Linked DNA regions of Mus musculus: regions 1, 2 and 3 are each linked to region 4. A link is a contact called in public Hi-C, HiChIP or PLAC-seq and capture Hi-C data. All regions are on one chromosome and are shown on one strand. Each heading gives the region's core, a stretch centred on a gene start, on an enhancer-like site or on the middle of the called end of the contact. The rest is flanking DNA. Distances are from core to core; before and after follow the strand shown. Region 1 has its middle 16 kb from the start of Stx17. Region 2 holds the start of Erp44 (endoplasmic reticulum protein 44). Region 3 has its middle 32 kb from the start of Gm52735. Region 4 has its middle 37 kb from the start of Alg2.

Region 1 (3,670 bases), core at 1,000-3,499, 670 kb after region 4:
CACAGGTTGAGAATCACTGATCTAGAAAATGATGACACAGGGTCATCCAACATGTAATTGCCTTGTTAGAACCTGAAGCTGAGGTCACATCTCTGTGGGTTGGTTGGAGTGGCTTCTGAAGAAGTAAAATTCCTAATATTACTTGTAGGCAAGATGTAACGTCCAGGGGCAGATGGTAGCATGAATGGCCAATGATAAATAGTGAGAAACATTCCAAATGACAAGACAGAAATGTTTGCAAGGAAGTCCCAGATCTCCTGAGAGAAGCAGAGAAACCATGCTTGATTAATGGTGAGAGTTCTGGGATGCCGGAAGTCAAACTCAAGAATCGAACGGGTGGAAAGGGCTCAAACTGTTTGAGGGAGATGCTACCCATGGCAAGGAACTTACATCAAAGGAATAGAGGAGCTGAAATTTGAGCTACTTTATTTCCTCACAATTTGTGGGTAACACACCAAAAAGAAGACAATGTCCATGGCTGTGTCTACCTAAAAGTTACATTAAAACTTCAGTGGGATAAACCAACACTTTATTATATTCAGTTTGTGCACCAGAAGTTTGAACCTCACCGCAGGGATGACTCACTTCTGCTCTCTGATGGCTGAGACTCAGCCGTGAAGGCATGAAGGCTGGGGCTGAATAGGGGGCTCAATGGCTTGGATCATATCAGCTGGAGGGCTGTCTATGGTTGATCCTGGCTTGGTGGGGACCTCGTTGAGTTTGTTGGCTGGAAGAAATACAAGTGACCTCTCGATAAGATGCCCCTGCGTGAGCTAATTTAAATCTCTTTGTAGCTGTTCCATGGCCATGTTCTAAAAGAATTTCATAACAGACAAGCAGAACAGTTATTTCTCATCTGACCTCGAAAGTCACATAACATCCTCCAAAGTCATGGCCCATTAAGACATCATGAGAGGGAACACAGATTCCACTTTTCCATGGAAGGAGAGTCAGTCACATTGTAAGAAGAGCAGATTTTGTGAGGATAATCCTTTTGGTCAACTGTGGAAATTCAATCTTCCTCAGATGAATGATATTATTACTGAACCTTTGTCTTATCTGGACCTTGGGGAATTCTTTTCACATCCCTCAACAGCTAAAATAAATGCAGAGTCATAGAAGTCCTGCTCTGTTTGCGAGCCTAATAGCACAGCATTTCTTTGGAAGATCAGTTGGGATGGGTTAGGGGTGTACACCTATAATCCTATCACTCAAGAAGCTGAAGCAGGAGAATCATAAATTCTAGACCGGACTGGACTAAACAGCAAGATCCTGTCTCAATATCAACAACAACAAAATTAGACTAGGGAAATTAATCTGGGTGATAGGTAAGGGGAAAAAATTCCCAACAGATAGATTGGAATAGGTACAAACCATGTTGGGAATTTGAGAAACAATGGAAGCAGACCCTGCTTCCAGGAACCATGGAGGCAGGATGGAGAACAGAGAGAAGTAAGACAAACCAATGAAGTCCACACAAGAAAACAAGTTTCCACGATGAATAACCAATCCTAATTATGGGATAATGAATTTTTTTCCCACTGAAGGAGATTATTGACTGAGACAAAATATTTGTTGTGAGTGTGTACAAACATGGAGTGTTCTGACATACTTGACTGTGCCGGCTCAAATGGGGGAGAATATGGTTCGTAGACCCTGGTGATGCTGATATCTCAAAATCATATGATGATTTCCATTAATGCCTGTTATAAAGGTGTTATAATGGGTTTACCACATTCATTGTTTATTATGTTAAGCTAGTTTTTTTTTTTAAAGAATGGGTAATTTTCTTTTATTTATTTATTTATTAATATGTAAGTACACTGTAGCTGACTTCAGACACTCCAGAAAAGGGCGTCAGATCTCGTTACGGATGGTTGTGAGCCACCATATGGTTGTTAGGATTTGAACTCATGACCTTTGGAAGAGCAGCCAGTGCTCTTACCTGCTGAGCCATCTCACCAGCCCACCAGTTTTTTTTTTTTTTTTTTTTTGATGTTCTGTCTTTTATTTATATACTAAGTATCCATTGTCTTCATTTTATGTTGTCTCGGGACCTAGAGTCTTCTGAGTTTGTCAAACTATTTTGCCATCAACTCTTGGAACATTCTAGCACCAGGTGGCAGCAAAATCTGAGAGCTGAGATAAAATCCTTGGCAGGGAAGTAAACACCCAATGAGAATCTACTTCAGCCTTTAGGATGGTCAATAGGGAACTGAAAATCTATTACTTCCTTATTGCCTTTGTTTATGTTCAGCTATTTTTCTCTCCTCACCCCCACCTCCCAACCCCATTTCCTTTTCTACCCCTCTCACTCTCCTGTTCCTCGTGCCCCATCTCATTTAGTGATGCAGTTTTCTAAGCTGTGTATAAACCCACATCTCCCCTCACCCTGCTCCAACCCCTTACACTCTTGTAGACAGAGAGAAAAAGCTAAGTAGCCCTGTGCACTCTGCTGAAAACTAGGTACGCAAGAGCAAGGACTGAGATAGCTAGGTTCAGAGAGGGAGCAGCATAAGCCAAATTGGAATCTTAAGAAGATCTAAGATCTAAAGAAATAAGTACTAGGCTCTGTCCAAATAGAATCTGAAGCGAAGTAAGGTCGAGTGCTGTAGAAACACCAATTCCACAAAACCGGAAGCCCAACCACATTCAGGCAGCAGCAAACAAAGAAGAGTTGTAAAGCAAGAACTCTTGAGAAAACTGACAGTGATGTATCAATACATGAAGCCATGGTGCTCGGGTTATTGTGAGTCAGCGTATAGACAGAGAAGCAGTTACACTCACGTTGTTTGTACACACTCACAACAAATATTTTGTCTCAGTCAATAATCTCCTTCAGTGGGAAAAAAATTCATTATCCCATAATTAGGATTGGTTATTCATCGTGGAAGCTTGTTTTCTTGTGTGGACTTCATTGGTTTGTTTTACTTCTCCGTTCTACCCAGAATGACCAACTGACAGAGTGCTAGGAACCTTGGCTGGCTTTCCCCTGCACTTGTTGGGTGATCCACAGTGGCTGTCTGTGAGTCTGAGGCAGCTCCTGGGTCAGATGGGAGTACAAAAGCTAATGGAGCCTTGCCTGCAGACACGGCGGTGATTCGAATGGCAGGTCCAATTTGCTCGTACTTGAAAAGCTCTGCCTTAGTTCACTTCAGATTCTATCTGGACAGAGCCTAGTACTTAAGCTGTCAACCTGGATAGAGATGCATACTTTTTAAATACAAAATCATTTTAAGGTCCATCAAATGGATTTTTTAAGTTGGGGAATAACTCAAAATTGCCAAGCAACTTCATTTTCAGGTGCATTCTTAATCACGACATGGCTCCAAATAGGATTTTTTCAATAATTATGTTTTGCAAGCATCTTTAAAAATTGGTATAGAAGCATTTAGGCGCTTTTCAATCCTTTTCCCTGGTTGTTTTAAAAGGTCCAGGATTCAGTCTTTGGAACATGTATCAAACTCTCAAATTAGAAGCCACAGTTTCAAGAATCCCTAAGAGGTCTGGAGAGGGGTCTATTGTGATCTCTCTTTATTCCAGAAGCTTTCTACACAGCTGCATATTTCATTGTGTCGCGTAAAAATGGATTTTCGTGTCATACACTTAGAGCGGAAACAACGGTCTTTGTTCTGAGCAGAATTTCAGAAGAGTCACAGGTGTCAGCAGG
Region 2 (3,638 bases), core at 398-2,897, 840 kb after region 4:
CTTATTAATGCAACAGTTCTAGAAGGTGCCACAGTACATAATAACACACATACACACACACACACACAGAGAGAGAGAGAGAGAGAGAGAGAGAGAGAGAGGAGGGAGGGAGAGACAGAGAGACAGAGAGTGACAGAGACAGACAGAGAGAGAGAAGAGAGAGAGAGAGATCCTCTATATAGAAGTAATTTACTGCTATATACTTACAAGTGCTAAGAAGACATATGTGGCCTCGTTTATACACAACTGTAGCCTTCAGAACTATTTTCATTTCATTTAGTTTACACTACTTTATTTTGAAAAAAGCAGAGTATTATATATAGCTTTTTAAAAAATGGCTTTCAAGCCATAATGAGAATGAAAAGTATTTTAAGTGCAGACATTAAACTTTTTATGTGATACGGGGGAATACACACTACAAATTAAGAAATCTATTTCTAGACTCAGTTTCGCCTGTAACCAACTACACAGCTTCTTGCAAGTTAATTATTATTCTTAAGCTGTGAAGAAAGTAATTTATATTCAATGATGCTAATCTTAGCTTTCTAAGAATCTACCACAATTCAAGTATTCTCAAATGCTGTCATTACGGTCCAATTAAATTCCTCTCATGTTCACATATGGAGTTAGACCTTCAGTTTTTGTCTCAATTTGACCTTAAGAAGAGGCCAAGTAAGTTGCATACTCAAGATAGACTTCAGAAGAAGAACTGGGGGAAGATTCTTTTCTAAGATGGGATGGTGTTGGGCAGGCAGGGAAGTACCAAGCACCTAGGTATGCAGGAGAGCTGGTTATTCTCCAGTTCAGAGCACTGACCAAGATTTATGTATGCTTCTAGGGTGCAGAGGTTGCAACAAGGCTAGCAGGAGGCTCTAGCAGAGCCTGTCAGATAATCACATCCTCCACCTTTTCAAATTCCTATTCTCCCAGTCGACACCAAACCAGACTCCAGTTCCGGGTTTCCAACCAATCACATTAAGCCACAACAGAGGGCTTTGCCAGCCGGTTTCAAGGATCCAGAGAGAGATTCACACGACCCCAACACCTGTCGGCTTCTAACGCCCCTCCATGTGGGAGAAAACATTAGGTGTACCCTAGGTCCCTTAGGATTCTGGTGCCCCAAGCAGGTCCTCAACGTCCACAAAACTGAAACGAACTCCAGGGGCCTCAGCGGTGACCTCCCTCCCACGGATCACTCACTCCCCCCAAGGCGAATTCTCCTATTTGCAGGTTCCAAGCCCTGACTGTGCTTTCGCAGGCCTTGTGGACCGCAGGCTTAAGGAGCCAAAAGAACGGCCAAAGTGAAGGTAGTGCCCGGGGGTGCACGCCTCGCCAGCGGAGGAGAGTCGAGGCAAGCAGGGGGCTGCACCGTTCCCCCTCGCGGAGGGCGGGAGGCGTTCAGGGACACAGTCGGAGGGTTTGTCACCCCGACATACACTCACCAGGAGCAGCAAGGAGCATCTGAGGTCTGCTAAAGACAGGAAGACCGCAGGATTCATGGTAACGACGGGGTCGACGGCGGGGTCAGGAGGTGGCGGCTGGGACTGGACCGGGCTAGAAAAGGGCTGGGCTCCGGGGCCGGCGGCAGCGGCACCTCGTCCTCTCGACCCGGAGCTCCAGCGGCGAACACCCGGGACAACTTCCAGAGAGGCCTCTCACGCCCTCACTTCCGGGTCCTGCCCATCTCGAAGCACGTCGGGAAATGTAGTCCATACTGTAGTTTCATTGACCATGTCATCGGAGAGCTGGGACTCTCTTTCCCAGTAAGCCCTGTGCCCACGACGGCCAAGCCATCTGTGCGCGGGGCTCTTCGGGATTGGAAGGGACCGCGTACCTCTGTGCCTCCGGGACGGGAACTACAATTCCCAGAGGGCTGTGCAGCCTGGAGCCCCAGGCTACTTCTTCAGAGCTCCCGGGCTCTAGTGTCCTGGGGTCTGTTCCTGTGGGCGCAGTGGCCTGGCTTGGCGGTAGGGGCGGCCCCGTGAGGGTTGTGCCTCCTGGGGCGGCCCCGGGACGCCATTCTTGGAGTCAGGGGTGAGTAGGAAGCGGTCCAGCATCGGCGGCTCGGGTAGGATGGAGAGCACCGCCCCGGGCTGCTGCTGCGTTTTCTTGGCCCGCCTGATCTGAGGTGTGGCCTGAGCCTCCATCCCTGGCCTCCAAGCTGCTGCCTCTTCTTTCTGTGCTACTTCCTCCGTTATATAAGGAGAATCACCACTGGGGCTTCGGTCAATCACTTACCCAGGGTTGTTTCAGAGGGTCCGTGAAACGAAGAGAACAGGGATGGGAAAGCATGCTGTAAACTGTAAAGCGCAGTGCCCAAGTGGCCGTGACCACTTCTTACAGTACAATTACGAAGTAACCAAGTAATAAAGGATTTTAACTTGGTGTATGGTAGCTTTCCAGAATCTTCTGTGAACATCCAGCTAGATCCACGTGCCTGGAAAGTTAGCCACATCATCACTACTTAGGAGGCATTCTTCATTTGTGATTCTCCCTACTCCAGTTCTTTGCTTCAGCCTTCCTGCTGCCTGAAGTGGCCTTACCCTTTTTCTTTCTGGCTTGCCATCTCAAGTGTCACCACTTCTGACATTTGATTCCCCTGACATCTGTCACAGTCACCAAATCTTTCTTCCTAAGCAGAATTTCTTTTTTCTGTGTGTGAGCTCAGCACCACTACGTTTGCATAGCAGTAATTAGAGTGTTTATTGCACAGGCTTATTTTATAATTATTTAATGATGATGATACATTTTAAAGCACTAACAAAGTGGCTTTGATTTCTTTCTATAAAAAATTATTTATTGGGGTGGGGACAACAAGGAAATGAGCATCTCTGCTAAAGGAGAAGAAGGAGGAGGAGGAAGAGGAGGAGGAGGAGAAAGAAGAAGAAGAAGAAGAAGAAGAAGAAGAAGAAGAAGAAGAAGAAGAAGAAGAAAATGATGAAGAACTAGCAACAGCACCTAGAGGAATGGCTTTCCCAGGGAGACAAAATTAAAGTGTAGTGGAGCCAATACTTAAACCCACTATTTCCTAAGGCAGTGGCCTTATCAATGTAACATTCATCATGTTCTCTGACCAAACCCAAGTTTCATTAAAATAAGAAATTGATAAACAGTAGGATTGGTTATGGTGGTATATGCTTGTCCTCCCAGCACTTGAGAGGTTGAGATGGAAGGATCAGGAGTTTAAGGCCAGTGTGGGCTACATAATAAATTCCCAGGCAACCTAGTCTTTGAATTTCAAGACCCTATCTTTCAAAAAATAAAGGGAGAGAAAAGAAAGAAAAGAAAGGAAGGAAGAAAAGAACAGAACTCATTATTCCCTGAAGCTAAACTTTGGTCTGATTTACCCTTTGGACTTGAGACTCACCCATGACATTTCATAGCTTTCACTTAGCACCAGCTGAATACCTATTACTGTGCTGACTGCTAGAATTGTGGTTAAGCAATATAATTATTAAAGAAATAGAAATAACTATTTTAACATTTTTCAAAGTAGCAAGTAAGGTTTTTTTGTGGTCTAGCAGGCCTAAAACTCTGTTCACGTTGGATCCACAATGATGTTTTAGAATTCAGAACAGTACCTAGAATAGTTGGCACTCTACTTGTTAAATAAACAGTTAACCGTTTTAATTTTTCAT
Region 3 (3,611 bases), core at 1,073-3,572, 560 kb after region 4:
AAAAAACTTTCTCATAAGGTGAAGGTAAGCACATAGAGTTGCAGCCTTTTAATGGGTTTAGGAGATAAAAACAGAGTGGATATCCACCTATATATTACATTTTTTTTACCTATTGTTAATCAATTTTTTTAAAAGGTTACAAACTGCATGTGGGGGTGCAGGCCTTTAGTTCCAAGGAAACCCAGGAAACAGAGACAATGGAGCTCTGTGATGTCAAGACCAGTCTTTACAGTGAGTTCCAGGCCTGTTGGAGCTACACAGTAAGACCCATTTGTCTGTCTGTCTGTCTAGAAGGATGGATAAATGAATCAAACTCCATTGCAAACAAAATTTGACAACTAGGCCATTTCAAAGGTAAGAATTCCTAGGAATTTGACTATTAATCCTGTTTCTCTGTTTTACTAAGAGCAAAAACTCTTGTTATTCAATCCATGATATTTAAATGTTATTGGATCAACCTTGAATGAAATAACTAGCGACCAACACTGACCAGATGCTGATTATGATACGGATAACGGTGGTAACGTTGATAACAATACATCTAAAGAGACAGCACTAAGAATTTGGTAGCCTTTGTTTTTATCAGATGCAATAACTTAAAAGTAGGCAAATGCATTCTAGTGTTTATCATCCCTTACATAATAAGTACAGATAGAGATCTAGAGCTTATTTTTAAAATAAAAAAAATTAACTAAGGCTCAAAATAAATATATTCATCAAGGAACAATAGTCTTGTAACAATGTTGCCTCTAGCAAAGTACCTTGGAGTGATGAATCACTGTACTTGCTGATCTTACAAGTTCACATGTAATTACAGAGGCATGGAAGTTGGGGGCTGGTGTGGCTGTTTCACACAGAAACCTAGCAGCAGACATCTAATAAACACAGAGAGGTTTGTACTCAAATTATGTAAGAATTACAACAACCCTACCAGGAAAAAAAAATCTCTAGTCAAACTGTAAACTGATTTTTCACTTCCGTTTCTGAGTCATTTATTGCAAATAGCAATCCCAAAATAAAAGCACACAATTGGGAAGGGAATCAAGCTAATTTTGTAAAATATATATATATTAAACTATTGATTTCCAGAAAAACAGGATCTATCTTCCCCTTCCCTCCCCTTTTCCTCTACATATTTATACATCTGAATAGATTTGTTATATATAGTCTTTAGTGTATATGTTTACATATACACAGGGAGAGAGAGAAAGAGAGAGGGAGAGAGAGGAATCTTAAGACAGATACATAGATTTAAATGAGAAAAGTTTACAGGGAATATTTTTTAAATTACTAATAATGTCTTTTTCTTTTATCTTATATTAATTAAAACCTCCAGATGCCAACTTTTAGTTTACATTTGTGCTTATGTCTTATAATACATGCTGCTCCTTTCTTTTAAAAATTAAGATCTGAATGAGGTCTCTGTTTACCAAAGCCCAGCTCTACAGCCCTGCCATCTTGCCTGATTCCGAGAGCTAGCTGACCCTCTGCATCCCTTTCTTCACAGCCTTATTTCCTGCACTTAACTATGGGCTCCCCACTCAACTGTTTATCTGTTGGAACTTACTGTCACCATCAAGACCTGGACCTCTCAACTTCAACTGATCATCTTCAAATGTTGCAAGATGCCCAGTAAACCTCTACCCTGGTACCAACAAGCAAAACAGAGAATGAAAACACCCACTTTCCAGAAGCAAACAGAATCAAAAATATCTCCATTCCTAAAAATGTAAAAGCTCCAGAAATGAGTTTCTATTCTCCTTAGATACCTAGGTGCCTGCCCAGGTGTAGCTCTTTCTTCGATATGTCTGGTCCCCAGGCAACACAAAAATCTGCCAGTTTTTCACAGAAACCTTCCATGGTTGTTCTGTAACCTCAACTACTCTAGATCCATTGATTCTAATAAGTCTCCTTTTTCCATAATATCTGTGAATCGAGCCTCAGCTGGACATGTTAACTCAATGGGCTTGGCATTCCTAGCTGTGTTGAATGAAATCAGAAGTGTAGCGTTTTGGTGACTTAAGATGACAAACATTCCATGCCTGTCAAACCAGGAGACCCAGGAGCTGGCAGAAAAAAAAAAGGAAAAAAAAATCCCTGAACTTTGCTCAAAGAAAGTTCTGAAACTAACTGATGATGTTTTGTTCTCTAGCAATCAGTCAATGGTTCCTCTGAGTCATCTACGTTAGACAGAGATTGGCTATGTTGGTCAAAAGCTAAAAAGGCTAGTCGGGGCATTCTTCTGTGAGGCTGAGCCACCAGCATGACAGCCACAAAAGTCACATTGAGTATCACTGGGCAAGCAAGATCTTTGTCCAGAGACCAGCATGCTTGACTGAAAGGAGTTACTTTATAAATAATGTCTAGAGAAATGAGACTTCCCAGCACAGATCTGAAATGGCTTAATTTCGAACATGCATGCTGGCTAAATACAGTCTCATGCGTAGACAGATACATCATTGTTAAAGTGAGAAGAGAAAAACCTATTAGTGAAATTAAGGAAGACACATCCTTAACAGGCGTCCTGGTGTTCCATCTCACAGTTCTGGCCCCTTGCCCTTATGTGATGGATGAAGCTGATAATAGAAGAATTACAAACTGGGTATAAGGGCAACATTTTTCACTTGGAAAATCAAATTTGCTGAATTAGCAGCCACCAGCCCATTGGACGGGGAGCCCAGACATTGCACCACTTGTAAGAACAAATGCAGCATGATAACAGCGAACAGCTCGAGAAAGGGTGCAGAAGCAGCTCTCTCTTCAATTTGCTCGTCACACTGATGAGACTAAACAGAGCAGCCATTGCTTCTTCTCAACACCCACGGTGTTATACTTTCACCTCTTAAAGAAAAACTGAGTTTATATTTGCAGGAAATGACCAGCATGCCTAAAAGAGATGCCATAGGTAAATTCGTAATCCAGAAACTCAGTATCCACATTTCAACACCCCGGAGCACTGAACTTTGGTGTTCTTGAAATCAGTCATGGAAGTTATCCATAGCCACCGTCCATCACACATGAGTTTCATACATGATCAGAGCAGACCTTCAGTCAGTGTGCTGTGGAAATAGAACACAATAAGGAGGCCTGTGTGCACATGTGTCTGGGATTCACAAATGAGTTTCAGGAGGATAGCAGAGTCCGAGATACCCAGCAAGCTTTTCCATGCCTACAATAAAATATAAAAATCATGGCAAAAAATGTACAATGGGGGGAAAGATCATGATAAGTAATCTTAGATTTTATGCAAGTTTTTAAAGTAGAAGACAAAAGAATCAAAATGCAAAAGACAAATACAAATGGGATGAGATAGAGTAAACATAACTGACAAAGAATCAATATGGCCAGAGAATGCACAGACTTATAAACAAGCTATGAATGACATAAGTAAATACTGCACCAATGTAGCAGTGCCATTCACAAACACAGAAACGTGTTAAATCCCACTTACCCAAAACGAAAAGACTAATATGAATAAGACTTTTTTTTTTGCTTACCCAACTAACAATACTTTTTTTTCAAACAATACTTAATTATACATCATCCCTGCCAAGATCAGTAGAAAGGAGATAGAGTGAGACTTGTGGTCAGACGGAAGCTGTAGGGAGCGG
Region 4 (3,730 bases), core at 949-3,448:
CACAGGGAGGAAACCGTGTGAGACAGTGATGGAGTCAATTGCTTTCTGCCATCTTGCTTTCCCAAAAGCATCGTGTATGGTCCACCTACGCCGGAATCTTCTCCTCGTGGATCCAGAATCGCTGAGTCACCCTCTCAGGCCAAGCTCTGACTTAAACATTTTGCTAAGCTCTCAGAGTCGCTTTCCGCCTCTCTAAAGTTTGGGGTCCACTGGGTGGCAGAACCCAGCCTCCACCTTACCAACACCACGATGGCTCGATCAATTCCCAACCAGGCTCTTCCTCCTGGGCCCCTCAAAACTCATTTCTCTCCCCGCCGCTCGCTCGCCGATCATTTCTCCAGCCCCGTTCACACAGCTGGCATTTATCTTTATTGCTGCTCTGTTTATTGATTTAGGGCCATCTCTGCAATTCGTCAAGCCTCGATCCCATTTTAATCTGGGCCTCCGAAGTGGCAAAGATCCCTTCCAGCTTCAGCGCTTGCAGAAATGTGATTAGCTGAGGCTCCCTTCCATCCTTCAAGCCATTAATGGAAATAGTAAATGGTCCCGGTTTGGCACGAAGGTCTTCCGGGTCTCTGGGGATGTATGAGTCCCTCACGCGTCACCAGCTCTGCCTGGACAGTGGCTCCCCACCGTCATGCACATTTCAGTGGTGGATTGTTGCTTCCCTATTACGAATCTATGCAGAAATCCTAGTTATTAATTAGTTCACTCATTCAATATAAACACTCAAGGGGAAATATAACCTGAGGTCGTGTCATTTTCCCTCTCATAAATGGTTTGATGACCTCAGGGAGAGGGAGTCTATGGGAAGGACATGTGCAGAAAAGCATGCTTCCGCCAGGGGTGGTGACTCACACCTGTAATCCCAGCACTGGGGAGACTGAGGCAGGGGGACAGCTGAGAGTTCCAAGTTGGTCTCAGGTATCTCCTACCTCCTAAGTGGTTTTCATAGACAGGAGCTTGGCTTTTGCGAAGCACACATGACAGACAAAGCTCACTTCCCAGGTTTTCCTCATGAAGGCCAGAAAGCAACTGTGCCACTCACTTTAATCTCTCTTTCTTATTAATTTATTTATTCACTTTGCATCCTGATCAACCCCCTTCCTCCACTCCCCCCAGTCTCACCCTTACAAATCCCTCTCCCCCATTACTCCCTCATCTTCTCCTTAGAGAAAGTAAAGCCCCCTGGGGTACCACCCCACCCTGAGACATCCAGTCCTAGATGGACTACACACCCCTTTTCCTGAGGACCAACCAGGCAGTCCAAGTAGAGGAAGGGGATCCAATGGCAGCCACAGGGTCAGACAGCTCAGTTGTTAGGGGACCCACATGAAAACCAAGCTGCACATCTGCTACAAGTGTATAGGGAATCTAGGTCCAGCCCACTGGTTAGTGGTTCGGTCTCTGTGAACCCCCACAGGCCCAGGTTAGTTGTGGTGTCTTTGACCACTCCGGCTGGCTTAATCCTATCCCCTACTCTTCCACAGGACTCCCCACAGGCCACCTGATGCTTGTGTCTGCTTCCATCTGCTCCTAGGTAAAGCCTCTCAGGAGACATATGTCTCCCCTTTTCAATAAGGTAGTATGAAATACAGAGAAAGTATATGTGAAGCACCCTAAGGGGCAGGGCAGAGGGAGGGAGGATGGCAGTGTTCCCACTCCGGCAGGCTGTACGAGCAGGGAGCTTCCCCGGGGCTGATTCTCTTGGAAGCCCAGCCCTAGAGAAGACACGCTGGACTGGTGTTTCCCATAATACTCCTGGGAGAGGGGAACATTGGACAGGCAGGCAGAGAAGCAAGCTCTGGAGCACGGTGCCCAGCTTCCCTGTGGCCTCATTCATACACCTGCCACACAGTGCCAGGAGACCTGGCGTTAAGGAGCCACCTTTCTCAAAGGAGCCCGATCCTCATGGAGATTGCCGCTGCTCTGAAAATATAGCGGGCGTGGCCATCCTCTCAGCTGACACACCCTTTGACCCCTTTGAATGCTTGGAGCTGGCAGATGCCTAGAGCTGAGGACACTTACATGTATGTTCAAACAAGTATAAGAAGCTGCACCCCCCGCCCCCTTCAGACAGAGCAGAGATGAACCAGAAGGCCCCCCGCCCCCATCTCCAGCAAAGGCGGGACAAGCCAGCTGCCTGGAGGAGGGGCATAAGAGTCAGTTCCCCACGGACGACTTCGTTGACAGCTGAAGGGTGAGGTGGAGCGACAAGGAGACACTCGCTCACCCTTCACCCCTCATGAGTGCTGGGGCAGCGCTGCTGGCTGGTCATTTCCCAAAAGCTTGCCAAAACAAGCGACATAAATCAAATTTTCATTTCATTCCTTCAGGCTCGACCCTTCCGTCAGGCACTCAACAGCTGCCTCCTGAGCAGATGTACAGCTCATTAGTCTATCGTGCCGCTAGAGCCAAGTCCAGGACCCCAACCCCCATTCCGGGGCGGGGGTTGGGGGGGGGGCGGTAGGGAAGGACGCTAGCAGCCTTTGTTCTTCCACTGTCGAGCACTTCGCATATCAGCCACCAGGGGGCGAAAGCTGCACATACATCGTTGGTTCCCAGAGCCAGCTCAACCCTACAACCCTCTCGCCTGGCGTTTGGAAGGCGATCAGGGAGGGATGGTGAGACCTTCCTCTACCTCCAGAGCTTTTCAAGCCTTTAACGTGTAGGAATATCTTGTTTGGTGCGAGGATGCTTGGTTTAGGCAGACAGAACTGGATTCAGATGCCTGGTCTGATGCTCTCAGCCTTTGGGCCTTCATGATGAAATGTGATGGTATCGCTTGCTGTGGGACCCCACCCGGTGATCCTGAGGCTAACGTGAGGCAGATGAAGTGAGGAGCAGCTAAGCATCGTGACAAGGAAGTTCTCTAGGGACATAGAGTGCATGCAATTTCTCATGTCTTTATTTTCTCTTACTATGTCTCATTAACCACACATTTAAGCCTCTTATTTAATATAGATGAACAGAATCATATTCAGAATATCTCTGTGTTCTCTGTCTCTCTCAGACACACGCACGCACACACACACACACACACACACACACACACACACACACACACACACACACACGTCTCTGTCTCTCCAGGGCTGGAGATAGAAACCAGGGCCTTGCACATGCTCAGTAATTACTCTACCATTGAGCTATGTTCTCAGAGTCGTCTTTCTTCTCTAAAACAAACCAAGCCAAGAAGCGCCATGTGTTTATCTGTAAATCAACATGTCTATAAATCGATTCCACCAGTTGTCCCCATCCTTAAGTGTGGAGTCCAAGAAGCAGCAATAGGTTGGAGAGTGAAGCTGTTTCTGTTGTGCCTGTGGCTCACCCGTTCTCTCCCTTGTGGACCTGTGGTCCTCTCCCTACTCTACCCAGGATCCTCCCCTCCCCCTGCTTCCTTTGCTGCTGCGACTCAAGGTGGAGTCGCCTCCGCTACCCCCACAATTCTGACATTAGCAACCTGCCCCAGGTGACTTTCTAAAGGGAGGTGGGTTCCTGCCACATTCTCCTTGGAGGCATCACAGTTGCGTTTTGCCTGTTGACAAAGCTTGACAGCAGGCATCCAGGCCCTTAGAGCTGCATGTACTGGCTTCAAAGCCTGTGCCTGGCTCTTGGTTATGTGCTGTACACTCACAAGGCTGTAATCGCCTTCATAGCTATCTTGAGACATGGGGTCACATTATCAGCTTCAATTTGTAGTTAGAACTGGGCACTGAGAAGTGACCCT

The links. A called contact is a pair of places that touch in the nucleus more often than the background predicts. HiChIP or PLAC-seq counts read pairs in DNA pulled down with a chosen protein or histone mark. Capture Hi-C pulls out chosen DNA fragments and counts their contacts.
Region 1: a contact with region 4 is called in a capture Hi-C map of embryonic stem cells, with 7 times the contacts expected there. The contact joins two enhancer-like sites. A contact is called at or near these places in 1 of 15 datasets of contacts at CTCF or cohesin (large pre-B cells), 3 of 484 Hi-C or Micro-C datasets (the HL-1 cell line, cerebral cortex and mammary gland), 4 of 115 datasets of contacts at active chromatin or transcription factors (embryonic forebrain, embryonic stem cells, large pre-B cells and 1 more) and 1 of 9 other capture datasets (embryonic stem cells).
Region 2: an H3K27ac HiChIP or PLAC-seq map of differentiating embryonic stem cells shows a contact between it and region 4, with 6 times the contacts expected there. The contact joins the promoter of Erp44 here to the enhancer-like site in region 4. A contact is called at or near these places in 8 of 39 promoter capture datasets (the 3T3-L1 cell line, 3T3-L1-derived adipocytes, the C10 cell line and 5 more), 4 of 484 Hi-C or Micro-C datasets (cerebellar granule neurons, cerebral cortex, cortical neurons and 1 more), 19 of 115 datasets of contacts at active chromatin or transcription factors (the NIH/3T3 cell line, VIP interneurons, bone marrow-derived macrophages and 12 more) and 2 of 9 other capture datasets (embryonic stem cells and liver).
Region 3: a Hi-C map of the N1E-115 cell line shows a contact between it and region 4, with 5 times the contacts expected there. The contact joins two enhancer-like sites. A contact is called at or near these places in 1 of 15 datasets of contacts at CTCF or cohesin (pro-B cells), 1 of 484 Hi-C or Micro-C datasets (the N1E-115 cell line) and 4 of 115 datasets of contacts at active chromatin or transcription factors (embryonic stem cells and stem cell-derived neural progenitor cells).

What each region holds. Positions count from the first base shown.
Region 1 is chr4:48,106,587-48,110,256 of GRCm38.p6, forward strand. No RefSeq gene overlaps it. Among named protein-coding and RNA genes, the nearest start is that of Stx17, 16 kb to the right of the region's middle. Within about 2 kb of position 2,250, at least 33 of the 459 cell types and tissues checked have an H3K27ac peak or open chromatin away from gene starts, as enhancers often do.
Region 2 is chr4:48,277,942-48,281,579 of GRCm38.p6, forward strand. Erp44 (endoplasmic reticulum protein 44) reads right to left here and starts at 1,648. Exons shown (of 12, transcript NM_029572.3): 1 at 1,443-1,648. The coding sequence starts at 1,499. It overlaps Invs (inversin), which reads left to right and starts at 1,819. Exons shown (of 17, transcript NM_010569.4): 1 at 1,819-2,034.
Region 3 is chr4:47,996,194-47,999,804 of GRCm38.p6, forward strand. No RefSeq gene overlaps it. Among named protein-coding and RNA genes, the nearest start is that of Gm52735, 32 kb to the left of the region's middle. Within about 2 kb of position 2,323, at least 4 of the 459 cell types and tissues checked have an H3K27ac peak or open chromatin away from gene starts, as enhancers often do. A contact at or near this core is called in the N1E-115 cell line, where this site is marked.
Region 4 is chr4:47,435,658-47,439,387 of GRCm38.p6, forward strand. No RefSeq gene overlaps it. Among named protein-coding and RNA genes, the nearest start is that of Alg2, 37 kb to the right of the region's middle. Within about 2 kb of position 2,199, at least 180 of the 459 cell types and tissues checked have an H3K27ac peak or open chromatin away from gene starts, as enhancers often do. A contact at or near this core is called in the N1E-115 cell line, the NIH/3T3 cell line, VIP interneurons and 13 more, where this site is marked.